Linked DNA regions of Sus scrofa: all the other regions are linked to region 3. Evidence: chromatin contacts called from public Hi-C and HiChIP or PLAC-seq data. All regions are on one chromosome and are shown on one strand. The core of a region is the stretch at or near the end of the contact, and the rest is flanking DNA. Distances in the headings are between cores, read along the strand shown.

The links. Hi-C and Micro-C count contacts between places; a contact is called where the count stands out from the background. HiChIP or PLAC-seq counts read pairs in DNA pulled down with a chosen protein or histone mark.
Region 1: a contact with region 3 is called in an H3K27ac HiChIP or PLAC-seq map of alveolar macrophages. The contact joins the promoter of JAK2 here to the enhancer-like site in region 3. A contact is called at or near these places in 1 of 5 promoter capture datasets (liver), 6 of 47 Hi-C or Micro-C datasets (blood, fibroblasts, heart right ventricle and 1 more) and 1 of 2 datasets of contacts at active chromatin or transcription factors (alveolar macrophages).
Region 2: a Hi-C map of fetal liver shows a contact between it and region 3, with 1.6 times the contacts expected there. The contact joins two enhancer-like sites. A contact is called at or near these places in 2 of 47 Hi-C or Micro-C datasets (embryonic fibroblasts and fetal liver) and 2 of 2 datasets of contacts at active chromatin or transcription factors (alveolar macrophages and skeletal muscle).

What each region holds. Positions count from the first base shown.
Region 1 is chr1:217,000,165-217,003,979 of Sscrofa11.1, forward strand. JAK2 (Janus kinase 2) reads right to left here and starts at 1,664. Exons shown (of 25, transcript NM_214113.1): 1 at 1,453-1,664; 2 at 987-1,065.
Region 2 is chr1:217,165,845-217,169,607 of Sscrofa11.1, forward strand. The region is part of intron 5 of RCL1 (RNA 3'-terminal phosphate cyclase-like protein); the gene reads right to left. Among named protein-coding and RNA genes, the nearest start is that of MIR101-1, 15 kb to the left of the region's middle. Within about 2 kb of position 1,722, at least 4 of the 83 cell types and tissues checked have an H3K27ac peak or open chromatin away from gene starts, as enhancers often do. A contact at or near this core is called in fetal liver, where this site is marked.
Region 3 is chr1:217,066,420-217,070,457 of Sscrofa11.1, forward strand. No RefSeq gene overlaps it. Among named protein-coding and RNA genes, the nearest start is that of JAK2, 67 kb to the left of the region's middle. Within about 2 kb of position 2,027, at least 8 of the 83 cell types and tissues checked have an H3K27ac peak or open chromatin away from gene starts, as enhancers often do. A contact at or near this core is called in alveolar macrophages, fetal liver and skeletal muscle, where this site is marked.

The DNA.
Region 1 (3,815 bases), core at 414-2,913, 67 kb before region 3:
CCTTCCTATACCTGAAACACCTGTCCCAAACCATTAGGGGAAAAAAATTAATAAATGAAACAAGCTATCCCTTAACAGTTTACTAAAACATGCTACATACTCCAAACACAAGATTCTCTGAGCAAAAACAAGCATTATGCTTATGTAGTCAGCAACTACTGTGGTTTTCCTGTACAGGTAAATACATGTACCGTTGGACCTATCTAGTTTGTAAACATATCACACACTGACAGATATGTGCACATACAAGCAAGTGATTCTCACACCTAAAGTGGTAAAAGGTTAAGGGAGTAGGGAAACAGAGGCCAAAGGTTGATTATTCATCTTCATATCTGTTGGGTGTTGTACTAGAATATTTGCAGCAGCCCAACAACTCACTCGAACAAACCTATTACGAAACCAAAAGCCATCGTCATCACTCTTAATTCCACTTCTAGTGTCCTTCCCCACATTTCTCCTCCCCTCTATGACATACTCAGCTGCCTCTATCCTTTCATTCAAAAAAAAAAAGGAGTTTCTCCTGACAGATTATTAACCACCGGAAAGCAAAATGGGTAAATTCAACCGACACAGCTAACTTGGGAAGATAAAACCATCCAGGAAGCATTCAATGTAGTAGCAGAAACCCCAGCAAAAGCAGCTAAGGTGTCCTCTCAATAGGTATTTCTTGCTACTTGAAAACGTTCCTCCTTGAAAGATTAAGAATCTCTGGCTGCTTGAGAAAGGGTAACTGACAACGATTTCTCTACAAAGAAAAACAATGTACAATCAGCAGAGAAACAATGAATGTTTCTTAAAGGATCCAAGAGCAACAACAAACCCCCAAATCACCCTCCCAAACCAACATTCAAAGTTCAGCACTGTCGTTTTCAAAGGAGTAAGCAACAATGAGCCCTGCTTGTCGACACAGCTTCCAACCTTCCTACGCACGCTCGAGACACCCTAGTCTTTACAGCGAAAAAGAGCAGCCAGGATCGCACACTCACCTTCGCGGGAAGGGGAGGAAGGGCCTCTTTTTCTGCAGAAGAGAAACAGATCACATCTTCCCTTGCCTGCTTCCGAAACCTAAATAAATAAATAAAATAAAATAAAATAAAAACAGGGCAGTTACCACTGCAGAAATCCAAGGAAAAGAGATGCTCTTTTCTAGGCTGTCTAGGTGTCTACAAAATTTTAAAGATGGCTAAGTAAAGTGGGAGATGGACTAACAGGCACAGGATGCAACATCAACACCAAGACACTCCGTTGTAGGTTTCCTTTTAAAGAGGAGGATTTTCTTGCCGAGAAGTTTACAGCCACTAGCAGGAGAAAAGCAGGGATTAGAGGTGGGAGGGAGGATGCAGAGAACAAGTGCTGCCCACCACCCGGAGTCCGGGCAGCAATAACATTCACCCGCCACACGGATCAGGCGACGAGGACGCGCCCCCCCAAGCTCACAGACACTGCTCCTACCCGACGCTTCCGGCCAGCCACGGTCCGCGAAGACCCCGGAGGGAGCAAGGGTCCGAGCGTCCGAAGGCTGGGCCCTCCGGGGCTCTCCGGTGTGGGTTCGGCTCCTACTCACATGCCTCGGCCGCGAGGACCCGGCCTCTGCCTGCGCGGCGACAGCAGCCCTCCGCCTCGCCCCGCGCCACAAGTCCGGGCCCAGGGGCCGAGCGGCCGAGGCGGCGGCACGAACTGCCCAGCGAACTGGGCGCCGACCCAGCCTGTCAGCGCCCAGGGAGGCCGTTAGTGGCAGCCGCTGCTGCCCTCTTCTGCTTCTCTTCCTTTCTCCTTCCTGCAACCCCACCACTCCCACTTCGGGCAGTCGGGAAGCCCGTCACAGTCGTTGGCTCCACCCTCTCCCTGGCTACACCTTCTTCGCAGCGCCGCAGGCGACTCTGGCTAGAAAGCCCTATTTACGTGCGACTCAAGCTCCCAGGAGGCCTCCAGTCCGGCTCCCTGATCCAGGCTGACTGAGGCCGCGGCGCAGCAGGGCGGGGGCGGGGGCCTGGCGCGCGCTCCGCGACTGCGCGTGCGCAGCTCCACCCAGGCGGGGCTTCTCACCGCACGCGTCACGGGGCGAGGGGGATTGGCTACCCAGGGCCCTGGCTTCACAGGAACCCCGCGGGTGTGCACGGAGATTCCCGCAGCTGCCCCAGAGCGTGAGCGGGCGGGGAACCTGAGCTGGGGAGAGCTAGCAGGACCCTGGGGCACGCCAGAGCTCAGCTGACGCTGGGCCCGGCCCTCAGCAGATGGGCGTGAACGTGGCCGCCGCCCGCCGTGGAGGCGGCTGGGAATGAGTCAGCCCAGCCGGGAAGGCGCCCCCTGCGCACAACCTGGCACCACACAGAGACTTTCCCCTCCCGCCACTGTTGTCTTTTTTCTGCTTTTGCTTCCACGTTTTGGGGTGCTCAAACCTGTCCCCCAGTCCGGGCCGCTGGGCGGAGATAAGTAGGGCCCTGGGTTGGACAACGCGTTCACACGCACCGTTTCGTGCTTGTGCAGTTCCGAGCGCCTGATTCCAATCAGTCACATCTGCTGGAACGGGGTGAGGGTGGGAAGCGGTGCCTGGATGCCTGCGGATTGGCAACAAGGCCGCCAAATGAGGAGAAACAACTTACACTGTCCCAAAGGGCGTCATCCATTCATTCAACAAATATTTACAGAGCACCTACTGTGTGCCAAGCTGTAGGACCCCAAGGATGTTATGTGAACACAACCCACGTACTTCTTGCCCTACTGAAGCCTGTATTCTGATAAAGCGACAAAAATACCTTAAACGTATAATGTGCAAGAGTATAACTGCCAGTAGAAAAATAACACAAAATAAAGGAGCAGGAAGTGAGGAGGCGGTGTGCTATTTTAGTTAGGGTGACCAGGAAGGACCTCCCAGAGTAACATTTGAGCAGAGATCTGAATGATGAGAATAGGCCAGTCCTGTGCCTATCTGGCTAAAGAGTTTCATGCAGAAACACTAGCAAAGGCAAAGACCCTGAGAAGGGAATGTGCTTGACAAATTCTAGGACGGGGAAAGAGGTCACTGTGACTGGAGGACAGTGAAGGAAGGGGCAGTGTTAAGAGGTGAAGCCAGAGAAATAGCTGGTGAACCAACCGTGTAGGGCCTTTTTCACTCATTAACCATCTTTCTGTCCATCTGAAAAAAAAACAGGATGCATTTAGAGCCCCTGTTTTCTCATACAAACGATGCTGCGATTCAGATCTAGCTTGTATTTAATGGTTTCTTTAAATAAACCTCACCAAAGCAACTCCTGCATTTCTTCTTACATAAGACCCATTGCAAAAGGTCTTTGAGCAAATGATAGCAGGATAGGAAATGACTCGAATTCACACTGACTTCTTTAAATAATGAACTAGAGCTGTGTTTTCTTCTAAGAAGGATTTACAGGCGAATTGCATTCCTATGGCTACTGTCTTACAAGCAAAATATGCTGGAGAGTCCTTTGTTGTTGTTTTAAATTTCTAAAAAGAAACTAGAAATAGGAGTTGTAACTCAGTAGCAAATCTGAAATCTGCTTAGAATATTAAGGCTGAAATTACAAGCAGCAACCACCATGCAAGTTTCCTTTTCCAGCAAACAAAAACTGTTGCTGGAGTAGAAACCAGAACATAGACCTACACAAAGAACATAACAGTGCTAAAGGTAGCCTGAATGTTAGGGTTAAAATGAAAAGCATCTCAATTGTGGAGGGGGAAAAACGCCTATTTAAGAACTGTGGAACAGTACATATACATTGAAGTAAATGTTTCTATATTTTGCAATTATGTGTTTATTCAACCAGGCATGATATGTTACCATCCACTGCCTTTTTGCA
Region 2 (3,763 bases), core at 472-2,971, 99 kb after region 3:
CGGGGCACCAAAGCTCTTTCAGCTTTTATGTAAAAACCCTGTACAACCTGAGAGTCTTCCCCATTTCTTGGCATCATCATCATAGGCTTCAAAAAAAAAAAAAAAAAAAAAAAACCGTACAAGGCTTTTGCACACCTGGTACAGTGAGCAGAGACAGGAACCCAGTGCAACAGCCTTCATAAAACCCATGCTGCTACCACAGGACTCTGTCAAAACAAATACATCACACACTAGAAATCGCATTTCCAAACTACACAGAATGGATTCCAAGCAGAGTTTACTGCCATGCACAGCACTGAGGAAACAAATCTCAAATGAGAAAAAACAAACTGAAATAGTCCTAAGAGTGTGTAGGACTTCATGTACAAAGCCATTAACCACAGCATTTTTGGCAACAGTGAAAAACAGAAGACATCTTAATGGCCATCAACAGAGCTTAATTTGGAATGCTTCATGCAGTGAATACAGGGTTAAGGAGAATGAGGTGGAGCTATAAATAACTGACATGGGTCAGGCAGAACAGGCATATTTAGTTTAAAAAAAAAACCCAAAACCCCTCTACTCAATTCACATTTCCATTTCTCTATAATCTGTTGCTACCTCCTCAGAATTGGAGAATCATGAGTTGAACATCACCTCGGGATGTCAATGTAACTATTCATCAACCTGGGGCCCCCCAGGTCAGGAACCATTTCTCCCCCACCTACCCATTTTCTCCTTATAGGCACACAGGTGGGCCCAGGGACAGCCATGTAAAGAACAGACCACAATCCAGAGAAGTTTTGTTATAAATTCTTCCGTCCTTGATGATCCCTACAAAGAACTTGGGCAGCACCTCAAGTTTCATCTTTTATCTCGACAATGGCTCTCTCTGCACTGCAGCGATGCAACCCACCCTACTCTGTCCTCACTACACACTGTTCATTCTAACATCTGAGCCTCAGAAAAGTGAGTCCATTCCATACATCTTTTCCTCCAAGTAGGACCACCCCAAAACCTCCTGATAAATACAAAACTTGACTTTAAGCCCCCTATTACCCCAAGAAGCATACTCTGTGGTTTACCCTACTCTGTGACATTCCTCCAACAAAAGCTATGGTTTGACCCTAGGCAGCTGCCTCCTCCCCAGCCCCTGGCCCCGACACCAACACTTGCCCTTAGCCAGATCTTGCTGGCACCTAGAATTCTACCACTTTTAATATCTGAAACCCCCAACACAATTTCCTCAACACAATTTCTTGTTCTACACAGCACACCTGCCTATCTCTATCGAACTCTGTGTGACCACCCCCTTGACCACGTGCTTTTCCCAGGCTGGTGAGATCCTGCTGCCCTTATTCAGTAAGGAGCACACCAACCATCACTTCAATGACACCCTCACCAATACTCCCTCTAGCTCATCCTTCAGCCGGACTCACTCATCCTTCATCCCTGGATGAAAATGGCCCTCCTGCCTTCTCTACTCCTCCTTCTAGACTGCCAACTGCTGCTTGATGCAGCTGCATGGCCACACAGCTGACACCACATTTCAGCTTCAGCTGAGCCCTTACTGCTGTCCCACAGCCTTTTTCTTATCTTCAGTTACTATGCCCCAGTGGGCAAAACTCCCGCCCAGTGCCATAGTGGCCCCCTATGTCACTGTGATAGCACATTTTTACCATCCTTGGCACATTCCCTTATCAAACCCCTGCTGATCCCCTTATCATGGAACCCAACCTGACTCGGTAAAAACTGAAAACTCCTTCAACCTCCTTCCAACCATCGTCAGACAGCTCCATCTAGAGCCCTCTTTACCACAGGTCTGCAGTTTTCAATCTTCTCCCTCTCAAATTACAAAAATAAAACAGTAGCCACAATCTACCAAATACCAAACACACGACATATCTATTATGTCACGTAACCTTCATTACAATTCCACAATTATAAATGGGTCCAACGATAAATGCATCAACCACGGCTTGGGACCAAAATCCTACCACCAGTAACTAGCAAAGCCAGAGTTAGAACCCACATCTGTGTGACTCCATCACTAGTGCTTTACTCACTTTGTTACTTTATCAGTCTCCCTCACATGTAAACCTACTTTACTCAACCTATAAAAACACTCAAATCATTAACAATCTTTCTAGTAAAAACGGTGGGAATTGTCTCAGTTCTCCTCCTCAAGTTAACACTTTCCCTTCCATTCTATTCACTTTCCTGGCAAGATTCTTCAAAGAGTGGCCTTGGCTCCTCACCATCTCCCTCGGTCACTCTACAATGCAGTACTGGTGGATAACCTCTGTCTCTACCACTCTGGAAAGAGCTCCCGGGCTATCAGGTAGCAGCCTATTGTAAGCCCCTCAGCTTGGCCCCCATCCTAATGCTTACTCCTCTGGGCCCTGTAAGGCACTGACCAGGGCTTCCAAGAAGCTGGGTTTTCTGTATTCTCCTCTCACCTCTCTCATTTTTCCACAGACTTCCTTCCTGGAAGAATTTACTTCGCTTTTGCTTTCAAGTCTTAGTGCCCTCTCAGAGTTCCACCCTCCTGCCTCCCTCTGCCTTCTACATGGTAGCTGAGTCTAAACCATTTATTTCTAGCTCCCCTTACCCCTAAGTTACAGTTCTCATTCCTAATTTCTAATAAGTCTTTTCTAGACTTAGCAACCTTTTCCCCTGCAACCATTAAACCCAACATGAATAAAACTGTGCTTATCTTCACCACCACCTATCCTATTACACCCACCCTAAGCATCTGTAGCTACTATGTGAACAGGAGCATAAGTAAGGAACATCAAAGCCATCCAAGTCATCCTGCCTTCCTGCCCCTAGGACTTCTATAAACCAGCAAGCAACCCTCCCCCGTCTCCCAGTCACTATCCACATGGGCTCTCTTTAGGGCACAATAATTCCCTATTATCTTTGTCTCTAAATGATCACCACTAGGTGATAAATTTTTTTTGTTTGTTTGTTTTGTTTTTTTGTCTTTTGTCTTTTTAGGGCTGCACCCAAGGCATACGGTGGTTCCCAGGCTAGGAGTTGAATGGGAGCTGTAGCCACTGGCCACAGCCATAGCAACACCAGATCAGAGCCAAGTCTGTGACCTACACCACAGCTCACAGCAACACCAGATCCTTAACCCACTGAGCGAGGCCAGGAATTGAACCTGTGTCCTCATGGATACTAGTCAGTTTCGTTTCCACTGAGCCACAAAGGGAACTCCTGAAGCATTTTTTTTTTTAAACTTCTACCTAAAAAAACTTCTACAATGAGCCCCAAATGGCTAAAAGTTCTTTAGGTATCACCAGAGTTATCCACTTAATGAGCAAATTCTCTCTCCAGAAGAAAATGACTGACTTAGAATGAATGCCAACCCCTCAGCACAGCCTCCAATCTTCATAGGTTCCTGCCCTATCTTCTATTACCAAACACCCTTGACTGACTTGCATTCAGGCCACACACATTTCCTGTCACTCCCCAGAACCACCGTGCACTGCTCCCTCCACACAGGACCACATTTCTGCCTGAAACACTCCTCCTTCTTTGTGTCATCTTACAATTCTCTAATCATTGAGACTTAGTCCAAATGTCCTCTCCTTTCCATAGGAAAAAACAGAGGTTAAAAGCCTGGACCACAGAGACAGGGTTGAAATCCCATTATTAGCAATGTGACATGGGAACAAATTCCTTAAGCATTTGAAATCTCAGTTTCTTCTTCTGGAGAAGAGGATGTAAGTGAACTCAGAGTCACTCTGAGGCTTAAGAATAAAGCATATAAGCTACA
Region 3 (4,038 bases), core at 777-3,276:
TAACCCATTTTCTCTTCCTATAATATTGCCTTTTCTATCATTTCTTATTAATGGCATAATTCAGTATGTGTCTTTTGAGTCTGGCTTCTTCCACTTAGCACAATCCATTTGACATTCAACCACAATGCTGCATTTGTGGTACTTTCAGTGCTGAGTAGTAGTTCACTATATGGATGTTCCACGATTTGTTAATCCATTCACCAGCTCAAGGACATTTGTGTTGCTACTGTTTTGGGATCATGAATTAAAACACTATAAATATTTGCATACAGGGTTTTGTGTGAATGTAAGTTTTTGCTTCCCTTAAATAAATACTTAAGAGTGGGAATGCCAGTTCACATGGTAGGTATGTGTTTAATTTTATAAGAAATTGCCAAACTGTTTTCCAAAGTGTCTGTACTAATCTGCATTCCCCATCAGCAATGTATAAGATTTCTATTTGTTCTGCTTTCTCACCATCATGTGGTATTGTTAGTTATTTGTGTGTGTGTGTGTTTAATTTTCAGCTACACTAATAAGTGCAGAGTAGAATCTCGTGGTTTTAATTTGCATTTTCCTGAACTTGAGTTTAAAAACAAGAGAAGTGTGTCACTTTTAGAAAAAATTATTGAACGTACCTCTTAAAGAAAGAACAGATCATAAAAAGGATTTAGAGTTTTAAAAAAAAGTGATAAGATATTTTTACAATTTTTGCTTTTCAAATGTGGTGTGTAGTCAAAGTAATGTCACGTTATCTTCTTTTCCTCAAGACACTGTATGAGTCTAGTTGGTCCACTTTGTACACTGAGATCTTATCTCTCAGGGCCTGATGCCTCATTCAAAAAAATGAGAGTTTGGGAGTTCCCATCATGGTGCAGTGGAAGAGAATCCAACTAGCAACCATGAGGTTGTGGGTTTGATCCCTGGCCTCGATCAGTGGATTAAGGATTCAGCGTTGCCATGAGCTGTGGTGTAGGTTGCAGATGTGGTTTGGATCTGGCATTGCTGTGGCTGTGGCTGGCACCTACAGCTCCGATTAGACCCCTAGCCTGGGAACCTCCATATGCCATGGGTGCCGCCCTAAAAAGACCAAAAAAAGAGTTTGGACTACATCGATGGTTCTCAATTTTGGCTGAATATTAAAAAAAAAGCTGGGGAGATTTAAAAATCCTTATGCCCAGGCCATACTGAAACCAGAAATTGTGATTCAAGTGTCAGTATTTTAAAGCTTTGCTAGGTGGACATTCAAGGTTGAGAATGACTCGACTAATCTTTAAAAATTGCTTCAAATCCCCAAACCCTATTAGTCTAATTTCAGCTTTCTCAGATATACCTAAGTTAGGTCCACTTTAGTGGTATGCGTGAGGTCTCTCCTGTGTACTGTAGGATGCTAAATGGCATCTTTTGCTACCCATCCCATTCCAGTAGCACGCTCCCACCCCAAGCTGTGAGAATGAAAATGTTTCCAGACATCACCAAAGATACCTCCTTGAGGTCAAAATCACCTGTTGGTTGAGAACCACTGCTCCATTGCATGCCACAGTAAACCAAACACAAATCAATGGCACTTAGAAGCTTTTACAATTTATAACAACATTTTCTTCTGCAGTCTATTCTACCCACTAGTGTTTCCACCGCTAATTTATATTAAACAAATGAAGAAACTCTATTTTCAGACATTAATTTTGATGCTGCATTGCCAACCAGCAGAGGGCACCTCTAAAGATCGACTGATAGTTCCTTCTTCTGAGCTCCTGTGAGGGAGTGATAAGATAAAAGCACAAGCCAGCAGCTCCTCTGCACAACCCTTGTGTGTGGGACAAGGGGAGAATAGGGAGGAAGACAGGACTGAGGGCTGAAGAAGGACCCGAGGAGAGAAAAGATAACACAAGAGATCCAGGGAGTCAATAGGCCAAGTTGTCAGAGATGTGGGCCAAAGAACTGGAAATGAGTTTCAGAAACTAAAAAAGTTTCCAGCTACATGGAGAGCTGAGGTCACTTTCAGTTTCCTGGAAGGGACTGGAGGGGGTACTGGAAAACACCTAGACTTCTTCCTCTTCTGCCTAGCCTAACCCAACTGCCCTTGAAGAGGAGCATGTGACAAAGGCAGGCACAACTTCTCCCTATCTGTGACCTTGTAAGAGAGCCTAAAATATCATGTTGTAGCTGCCACCATGTATCACAATTTAACATTGCTGCAATGTATTCCTCCAAGGGTATACCATCTGGTTTTCTGGAGGATCTAAAATCTCCATAGGTCTTCCTCTAGGCTCTTGTCATGCAGGCTCTGCAATTATTCTCAGTAAAGCACTGCCATTCACCCAGTCTTCTTGAGCATGATAAACTCTTCTAAAAATAGATCTTCTCAAATTAGCTTTGATTGCACACCCATCTCATTTACCAGCAGGCTTGATTTTCCCTCTGGCTTGCTTTTTTCTGACAACAACTTTGCAAACTCCTTCAGAGGGGGCTTGGCCTGATGGTTCAAATAGTTCTAGCTTGACACCTTGTTTTCGGCAAAACCAGACCAGTAGCCACCTTACAGAGAGAAAAACAGCCACCTAAAGAGTGTCCTTTAAAATATATGTATATATATATTTCATATATTTTCCCAGTTTTAAATAACACATAGGCAGAGGAAACTAATGCATATTAAAATGTGAAAGAAGCCAATCTGAGAACCTTACATACTATGTGACTCCAACTACAAGACATTCTAGATAAGGCAAAACTATTGAGACAGTAGAAGGGTCAGTGGTTACTGGGAGGAGGTGGGAGGGAAAGATGAATAGGTGGAGCACAGAAAATAATTAGGGCAGTGAAACAACTTTGTATGACACCATAATGGTAGATACATATCATTCACCTTAAAGTCCTAAATTCTTTTTTTTTTCAAGGTGATACATACAAATAACTTTTTATTTATTTATTTTAATTTCATCGAAATACAACTGACTTTAAAAGTCCTGAATTCTTAATGAGCATTATGGTCTTTGAAATATCATTATTTTCCAGGCTCAAGATATATTCAGTTCAGAGTTCCTGTCTTGGCTCAGTGGTTAATGAATCCAACTAGGAACCATGAGGTTGTGGGTTTGATCCCTGGCCTTGCTCAGTGGGTTAAGGAAGTATTAGAAAAGGAGTACAAAAACATGATACTTTTAAAATTGCACCGCCAAAAAACCAAATACCTGGGAATACACCTGACCAAGGAGGTTAAAGATTTATATGCCAAGAACTATAAAACATTAATGAAACAAATTAAAAGAGGATGCAAAGAAATGGAAAGATAGTCCATGCTCTTGGGTTGGAAAAATGAATATTGTAAAAAGGCCATACCACCCAAAGCAATCTACAGATTCAGTGCAATCCCTATCCAATTACCCATGACATTTTTCACAGCACTAGAACAAACAATCCAAAAATGTCTATGGAACCACAAAAGACCCAGAATTGCCAAAGCAATCCTGAGGAACAAAAACCAATAAGCAGGTATGACTCTCCCAGACTTCAGGCAATATTACAAAGCCACGGTCATCAGGACAGAGTGGTACTGGTACCAAACAGATGTACAGATCAGTGGAACAGAATAGAGAACCCAGAAATAAACCCAGACACCTACGGTCAATTAATCATCGAAAAAGGAGGCAAGAATATAAAGTGGGAAAAAGACAGTTTTTTCACTAAGTGGTGCTGTGAAAACTGGACAGCTGCATGTAAATCAAGGAAACTGGAACACACCCCTCACACCATGCACAAAAATAAACTCAAAATGGCTTAAACACTTAAATGTGTAAGACAAGACACCACCAAACTCCTAGAAGAGAACATAGGCAAAACATACTCTGATAACAGCCTTACAAATGTTTTCTCAGATCAGTCTCCCAAAGCAATAGAAATTAGAGCAAAAATAAACCCATGGGACCTAATCAAACTGACAAGATTTTCCACAGCAAAGGAAACCATGAGAAAAACAAAAAAACAACTTACAGAATGGGAGAAAATAGTGTCAAATGATGCAACTGACAAGGGCTTAATCTCTAGAATACAAAAAAAACT